Linked DNA regions of Triticum aestivum: regions 2 and 3 are each linked to region 1. A link is a contact called in public Hi-C data. All regions are on one chromosome and are shown on one strand. The core of a region is the stretch at or near the end of the contact, and the rest is flanking DNA. Distances in the headings are between cores, read along the strand shown.

Evidence for each region. Hi-C and Micro-C count contacts between places; a contact is called where the count stands out from the background.
Region 2: a contact with region 1 is called in a Hi-C map of leaf, with 5 times the contacts expected there. The contact joins the promoter of LOC123189294 here to the promoter of LOC123189291 in region 1. A contact is called at or near these places in 2 of 5 Hi-C or Micro-C datasets (both in leaf).
Region 3: a contact with region 1 is called in a Hi-C map of leaf, with 6 times the contacts expected there. The contact joins the promoter of LOC123189289 here to the promoter of LOC123189291 in region 1. A contact is called at or near these places in 2 of 5 Hi-C or Micro-C datasets (both in leaf).

What each region holds. Positions count from the first base shown.
Region 1 is chr2A:536,206,674-536,209,437 of IWGSC CS RefSeq v2.1, forward strand. LOC123189291 (CLPTM1-like membrane protein cnrB) reads right to left here and starts at 1,415. Exons shown (of 12, transcript XM_044601679.1): 1 at 1,100-1,415. The coding sequence starts at 1,309.
Region 2 is chr2A:536,714,952-536,717,715 of IWGSC CS RefSeq v2.1, forward strand. It overlaps LOC123189294, which reads left to right and starts at 1,392. Exons shown (of 4, transcript XM_044601683.1): 1 at 1,392-1,848; 2 at 2,678-2,764. It overlaps LOC123189293 (putative pentatricopeptide repeat-containing protein At5g08490), which reads left to right. Exons shown (of 3, transcript XM_044601682.1): 2 at 73-200; 3 at 693-887.
Region 3 is chr2A:535,947,822-535,950,585 of IWGSC CS RefSeq v2.1, forward strand. It overlaps LOC123189289 (protein NRT1/ PTR FAMILY 4.3), which reads right to left and starts at 1,355. Exons shown (of 5, transcript XM_044601677.1): 1 at 1,054-1,355; 2 at 719-936; 3 at 1-57. The coding sequence starts at 1,159.

The sequences.
Region 1 (2,764 bases), core at 165-2,664:
GCAAGATAACAAATCAGGCCAAATTTACGGCGGGGGGGTTGACTTCAACTTATAATTTACTGAAAACAGGTACTACATAGCAACATTTGTAATATTCAATTATCTTAATATGTAGACCTGTATAAGACATTACCACATGCCACTGAATCGTCGATTTGACAAAAAAATGGATTTACACCTCCTCGATCAAATATTTGGAGCAATATGATACAACAAGTTACAAGGTCGGTGTGCACCGCATAAACACCAAAAAATAACTTCCCACCCAAAATAAAAAAAAGTGACAATCTACCAAATAAATTGTACAGTTGGCTTTATCTCGAGGAATACCTAGTTCAGACAACCTCACCAAAGTCTACATGAAAAACCCATAAAGAAACGTTATCCATGCATAGTGTGATGTTTTCAGCTTCATTACGGACACACGGTACATTGCATACTATGACATCCTAAGCTTCATCGTGGACAAACATTTCAAAGAACAACAGAAAAAGTGTTTAAACATCAATCATCTTCACAACTCACTCAACAGTGAACCAGCTACACCGCATAATCCAAAATTGTTGAGATCCTTGGTGTATCTTTTCTTTTTCCTTGCATACTCTACTAGTAGTTCCGAACAACTAAGAACGCCCTTGGCCTCCTGAGAGGAGATCATAAAACATCCAACTAACATGCATGCCTTTCTTTTCACAGTACATCAAACCGCAATGCTGTGGAGCACCACTATCTCCGTGATCTGCTTGTTTTAGAACAAACGTGGCCTACTTGTTCGACAGCCTCCAACAGGCACACAAACAACAGGTGTCTTCGCATAAAACCGACTAAATCAGCTCCCCCAATTATAATAATCAGCACAAATACACCCTCTGATATTATTAAGAAAAAGAAAAGTTCGAGATCACAGTAAAAAAACTGATGAGATCGCTGCACAATTTTCACCCCGGAGCAAGCAGAACCCAACAGCACTGCATGAGCGCGGAGCCCCCCGCCTTTACTGACCCCAATAATAAACCGCTCTAAAACCGCCATAGAAACCTAACAACACGCCTCCTCCACCCAAAATCGAAGTTTCTGGGGTGTGTGGGGGCGTTCTCACCATTGGCTCTCCCTTCTGAAAGAGGTTGGACATGAGCAAGCCCGGCTCCGTGGGGGCGCGCTTGGGGCCGAAGAACTTGGACGCGAAGTACCAGAACACGGCCATCCGCACGATGCCGGCGAGGCTCTGGCCCAGGCCGCCTCCCTGCCGCCCAGCCGGGGCCTGCCCCTGCGGCTGCGCCGCGACGGCGGCGGCAGCCGGCTGCGACATGGCCGCCGGCGAGTTAGATCGGGGCGAGGAGGGGGGGAGGGAGCCGCCGAGATGCGATGGGAACAAGAGTTCTTTTTGGAGGAGCTCTGTGTGATTGATTCTCCGGGGATTTAAGCGGGGGGTGTGGTTTTACGATAAATTTATAGGTTTCTTTTGCAGATACGTAGGTGGGTTGTTGAAAAATTAAGCCTGGAGTCCCTGCTCGTGCGGACGCCGGACTGCTTCGGTTTCGCTACTTTCAGAGACGTAATTTCTGAGAACTTTAGGGGTGCTGGCAGTGAAAAGGTAGATGATGCTGGGATTTGCGCAACGAGGCTAGTTGCCGTCTTTAAAGGAAGCAAATTGTTAGGCGCACCCGAGTCAAGGAATCAGCAAGGTTTTTTTTCTGTTTTGATGATTGATGAAGTGCGTCTAGATATATCCGTTTGAACGTTAACGAGAGAGTATAACTTAGACACGACGCACACGCACGCACTCACTGCATGAACAAAAGAGACTCAAGATTGCTGGATTCACCGCAGGTACATCGCTATCGACGTGAATGTCGTCTCCACCATTAATTTGCATTAACGGGATATGCATGATTGAACCTGAAGCTTAATCTAGTTTTGTCCTCCAACAATTTCACAAGAATCACACATTTTAGATGACCGGAGATTATGTGCAGATTGTCATGTCTTTTACTAAAATTAACAAAATAAGCTTATACATAGTCGCGCTTTTATGATTGCAAATACAAAAGATCATGGCTTCTACGTGGATGGCACTCATTCTCGTTGTATTCTACTATTCAACTCAAGGTAGGTCAAAAGGCCCAAATTTCTGTAAAGCCGCAATAAAAGAGCGCATCTGTTATATTCTTGCTCATTATCGTCTTTAGATCTTAAAAAAAATCCCACTAAAAGTGTAATCCGCCACATAAAACAAGACAATGATACGAAAGAAAAGTTATCCCAACCCTGACCACTGATGTCGCGGCTCAATCCCGCCACTGCCTCTGCTTTCTCCTCTAATCCAGTTGATCCCTATGTCGCTCGGAAGGGGTACCCGAGAGGCGATCCATATCTAACCATCATTGCTCTCACACGATTCGTATGTTGTCACTGTCATCGGTGCTGCTACAATGGCGACGGGCCGTCAATCTCGACGGTGCGGCTCCCTCCCAACGATGTTCTGCCTTCCGATGATGTCCCGATGGTGCAGCGAGAGATTGATAGAGGAGACGATGAGCCGAGATGGAGGCTCCAGTGACTTCCGATGTCGTGGTGGTTGGCGGTGGATGGGCCCGGCCCGGTTGCAGCCGAATTATCAAGCAAAGATAAAGTCACTCCTTGGATGGGTTTGAGAGAAGGTCCTCGGGTAAGCTTCGATGTGGTGTCGATGGATGTAGGCGTAGACTATGCTTGGTTTTATTATCTAACCAACCAATGGTGTTTCTTCTTTTTCTTACCGTCG
Region 2 (2,764 bases), core at 142-2,641, 510 kb after region 1:
CTGTGGATGAACTTGATAACTTTGTATCCATTTCTTCTTATGCTTATGCTAACAAATTCATCCTATTGACAGAGTTGAGACAAATAAGTAACATGGCTCCGCGCCACAGCATGCATCTTGGAGTTGAAGCAAGCAGCAAAATATATCATGTGCCATCTACATTGGAACTCTCTTCGGCTTTCTACCAAGTACCAACCAAGGTTCAGCCACATCTCATTTTGTTCATGCCTTACATCACAACAATGTTGTTTGTTTCTGACATCTCATTATCTTGTTAATATTTTATTATGACACTGAATTATAAAATAAGGGTGCCTGCTGATTAATTTTATCTTCAGAGGGAAACTTATTGTGTGTTTTGATCTGCATGCTGACTTGCAAGATCGCATTCTTATTCGTTCATATGGGCTGCTGTAATCATATCCTTAATATCTGTACCTAAATCCTGCATGTATGCCTTAAGATTTACCTTTCCGACGATCCTCCTCTGCTAAACTAGTAAAACTATCATGGCGATCATAGAGGGCAATGGAATTGTTTTCTTCATAAAGTTGTATCAGCATGGACTTTCTGGCTGTCTGGCACGACTCTTGCCTTTAGAACAAGAGTCCGAGACTGATTGATCAAGGAAATGAGCCCAATGCGACTCCTGAAAGAAGTTGGAACTAATAAACTTAACTCCTTGATGACAGGTTCACTACTCTTGAAGTCTTGGTGACAGTTGCCGATCCACTGGCATTAGGAATTTCAGCAATGTTATCTTTTGGGGGAAATCTGATTGGAGGTCTGTTAACAGCGCCAGCGAGGCCGATGAAACACCACAAGTAGCAGGAGTGAGGGTGAGAGCTCTCGTTCGGCTCGCTTGGTGTTGATCGAAGATATCTTGGGTCAGTAGCTCGCCTTCCTGCTTGTGCTGATATTTTCGTGCATAAAATTGGTGAAAGATTCACGCTTGCCCCCCTGACTTGCTTGCATCATCAATTGCGTACAGTTCTTCCTTTTCAGAGTTTACACCAAAAAAATTTCTCATCTTTGGGTAGCTGTACAGTTCTTCCTTTTCAGTTGCGTTCTTAGGACCTCATAAATTTCGTTATGCCTTTCTTTTTTCTTTTCTTTTTCGTTTTTTTTTAAATTTTATTGAGCCAGTCCGTAAGACCCGCACCGCGCACCTTCTCGGTGCTTTCTTCTAATTCAGGAAAACAAGATTGATGAAGATTTTGCATATGTACTGCACCAGGTCGAGATCCTCTGTAGTAGTGCAGTTGACGTGTGGGGTCAGGTCCACTGCACCCATTCTCTTTGACAATGCAAAGCTCTTTCTGCTGATCTGCAGATACATCATCATCAGGTGGCTAATGGAAGAAAAAAAATATAACCGCATACGCACGCTTCATTCCCAGCCCGCCACGGCCCAGAAGACCCAGGCCCAACCGCGTTTGAGGAGTCAACTATACTTGCCGGGAACGGAAACGCGCACCGAGTCCAGCCCGAACTTTCCTTGCCATGGCACGCGCTTTTTACCTCCACCGTCCGAATCGGAAAGAGGACACCTCACGTCACCTACCCTATATAATAACGACCTTCACCACGAGTTTGTCCCCCTTCGCGACCTCGCGGACAGAAGAAGAAGAGAGAAAAAGAAAGATTCCCCCGAGTTCGCTCTCCGGAATCCTCCGCCCGCCGCCGCCGCAGTTTATGGATTTCGGAAGGAACGCTGCAGCCCGGACTTGTGAAGCCAAGAGCAGCGTCTCCCCCCGTCCCTCCGGTCTGCCCTTCTCACCGGCCCCCTCCACGCCGTGGTTCCGTGAGCTGTGGGTCAACGCCCCCAAATAACACCCTTCTGCAGAGGTACGTACGTGCGCCTACCGGTCTATCTGAATAGTGAGTAGAGACCACGGGGAAAGCTTAAGCCGTGGGCGGCTGGAGCTTGCGTGGTGGATTCCCTGTGCTATCAAATCTGTGCAAATTTCTATTGGATCGCTGTTAAATTTGTAAGGGCTTAGTATTTGGGGGAAGCCAAAGAGGGTTGGACTGTCAGAAAAGTGGATTCGGTAAAAAAGAAGAAGTGCATAGTAGCTTAATATTTGTCTCCGGCGCTACTCGTAGTGAATGTTGTGAAAGAGGATGGCTCTAAATTGATGAAGAACGACTTGGAAGGCATCATAAAGAGTAAATCATTGTTTCATTTATGACTTAATGATTGTTTCCAGCAATTGTTAATCAATAAAGTGGTGGAAACAATCATTAGTAGCAACTGTGACAAAGAAAATAACCTCAAGGCTTATTTTAAACAGGACACTGGTTTGTATTGTGCAGTGTGACAGTTGCCTTAAACAGTTACTACAAGAAAACGTGCATAATCATAGGTCTATTTGGAACTTATAAAATCACAGGGCTTACTGTCGGACGTTCAAGTCAAAGGTCCAATCATTTCTATTGTAACTTTTTTCTGTAACTAATGGAAAGACTCATTGGTACTTATAAGGTTTAATGCGAGAACATATCAGTTTCAACAAAACCTTGTTATGAAAATGAAAAAATGGTGTGGACCATGTTGTTCTTGAACTTAATTATTACTGTTAGTGATATGTTTGTGTTCCAAGATTTGCCACTTTTGAATGTTTTATTATATGGTTGTATTAGATGAAGTGAGTTGACATCTTTGCCCACGTTTTAGGTGGAAATTGGTGGATTTCTCGATTGGTTGAAGGAAGTAAAACAAAGGGGACCCACTACCCAGCGTCCTTTCGGCGAGTGTTGGGGT
Region 3 (2,764 bases), core at 105-2,604, 260 kb before region 1:
GCACGGCGGCGGCTTCAGCTGCGGAAGGTGTGCTTGCACTGACAGTAGTATGAAGCCCTGAGGACAGATGAAAAGAAAACACCTACCAATAAAAATCCATTGCAAAACAGTACTAGTATTTCCGATTATATTCTTAATGAAAATGGCTCCATACATCATTCTAATGCAGAGGCCGGGGCTTTCCTTCTTTAAAAAAATATTCTTAATGAAAATATTTTTTTATTCGATTCCATATTTCCATTAATGGGGTTTTTTAAGGTAAAAGAAAAAAATGACTGGGATTGTGAGAGTGCCAAGTAAAGTAGGCAAGTAACACTAGCACAACTTTGTTTGGACATGTTGTTTTCAGGCAAGCCCCAACAACAACAACAAACAAATTCCCACTGGCGTGTGTGTGTAGTTGTACTCGCTTTGCTTTCAGAAAACAAAAACTACTCCTAATTACGAGTCATGCTGCGTGCGTTGAATTCAACCTGGTCCCAAAACCGGGTCCATGCATGGTGATTGGAGCCTTTTTTTATCAGGCCCATCCAAGTTCATCTCCCTTTACGTGAAAACAACAGTCAATCGGTCGGTCGCAAAGGAAAAACACCCTCACACGTTCCATCTTCCTCATCTTCTTGTCTTGAACTTGAATGAAACACGCGCAGGCCACCCATTGGTGAGCATAGATTGATAGAGAGATTACGCATATGCGGTAGTGAAGCAGGAGTAGTACCGATAGCTCGACGAAGCCGAAGGTGAGCATGGTCCAGAAGCAGCCGAGGTAGGAGTCGGAGAGGAAGCCGCCGAGGAGGGAGAGGAGGAAGATGGTGCCCACGAAGTTGGTCACCACGTTGGCCGCCTCCGACAGCGGGAAGTGCATCTCCCCGAACACGTACGTGATGAGGTTGTTCCCCACCGCCGCGATCGCCATGATCTCGAACGCCTGGATGCCTGCACATCAGCCTCACCAGTCAGCACGCGCGCGCGCGCCATGGATTGGATGGACATTGCTCCATCGCTCCTCCGTATAACAAGCCAACTTGATGTATAAGTAGGAGCACGACGTACCTAGGACGAAGACGGCGGCGCGCATGCCGCCGTGCCGGCCCGGCTCGCAGGGGCGGCCCCGCCAGTCGACGGAGACCTCATGCGCCGCGGAGCTCTCAACGTCCATGCTTTCTAGGGGTCAACCGGGTTAGGTAGGTAGCACCACTCTAGCTGAATGGCGAAGCTCTGCTCTGCTGCTGCTGTGCTGCGTAGGTAAATGCCATGTTGGTGGTCGGGGCATTATTTATAGGCGGCGGGGCACAGCACGGCCATGACTCTGCTCTCTCTTGCGAGTTGTGAATCAACGAATGCCGAAAGGGGCGTTGAGCTAGTGGCCTTCCCTTTCACGTCGGAATTTCGGGGTCGGTATCGCTCCATAGTGGCAGCGCAGTGCAGGTGTGCAGTGCCGCCCGCGATCGTGTGAGTGTGAGGAGCTGCTGCTGAGTTGGGAGGGCCAAAAGGCGCGTGCACACACATGCATCAGATGGCGTATGGATATGGATATGGATTGACTTGCTCTAATCGTTGGGCAGGTCCATGTACGATGTGTGTTCCTTGTTCTGCTTTGCTGGAAATCTCGACCAGCGGTCAGCTTCCAGGTCAACAATTTATTGTTGTTTTTGTGTTGCGGATTGACTGAGGCAGAGACGTTCAGATAGAGGGAAGTTGTTTCCTGACCCAAGTTTTGACTGAGATATACTGCTTTATCTATATTGGTGAGTTATTTTTTGTTTTTTTTTCTGGATGACCTATCAGTGAGGAGCTTGTGCGACAGCTAAAACCACAGCCACACGGCAGGATAACTACTTGATGGCCCCCTAAATATAGTGGAATTGATGTGTTTACCTGTCCTCGTTTCTGGCGCAGACAGTGACACGGTGCACCCGACACCCGTGCAGGTATTGGTTCTCTCTCGGGAGAGCTGAGGCAGGTACCCTAGCTACGTAGTACTCTGTACTCCCAGCACGTACCAGGAATGTCGATGGATGGAGGACCATCTAGATCGTGCAACGGGACAGTACATTCGTACATGCGGCAGATCGGATGCCTATTATGAACGATGTGATCAATGATTCGGAACGGAGATATATTTGACAGATTTTGCACCACAAGTTGCATGCTAGTAATTAGCAAGCCACAATATAGATGGCTTATGTAGGAATACTAGCTCCCCATATGCCAAGATAGATAGATAGATATGCCTCCTGATTCTTGGCGTGCTGTTCAAAAAGACGGCAGCGCCAAATCTGCTGCTGGAAAGCTCCCCTGCTTTTGCATACCCTAGCTAGCAGAGCAGAGCAGTGCAGTGTGCAGAGCAGAGATCACAGGGCATAGATTCGACCATCACATGCCTTGCTCCAGTGACTCCCTTCAAAACAGAAGTACAGGTAAGAGGTACCAAATCTAGGCTTGTTAGAAAACGATGATCCTAAACTAATACTACTAGTACATAGAACTGAACCGTGTGGTAATAAGTGGTAACTGGCCGGTCTGAAATCGATCCGTACTCGTACGTACTGATACTAATAAACAAACAGTATAGAGAAGTGTGAGTGGGCTGTGGGCACCTAACGCGCACGATATGAAATATTCAGGCATTATCTCACGGGCGGAAACACACACACGCGCTTCTTGGTACGCGGAACGGACCGGCTGCTATGCGACGGCACCGAAACGGACGATGGACAGGCCAAAAGAGCTCATCGCGGCGATCCGCGGACTTGTCCCCATC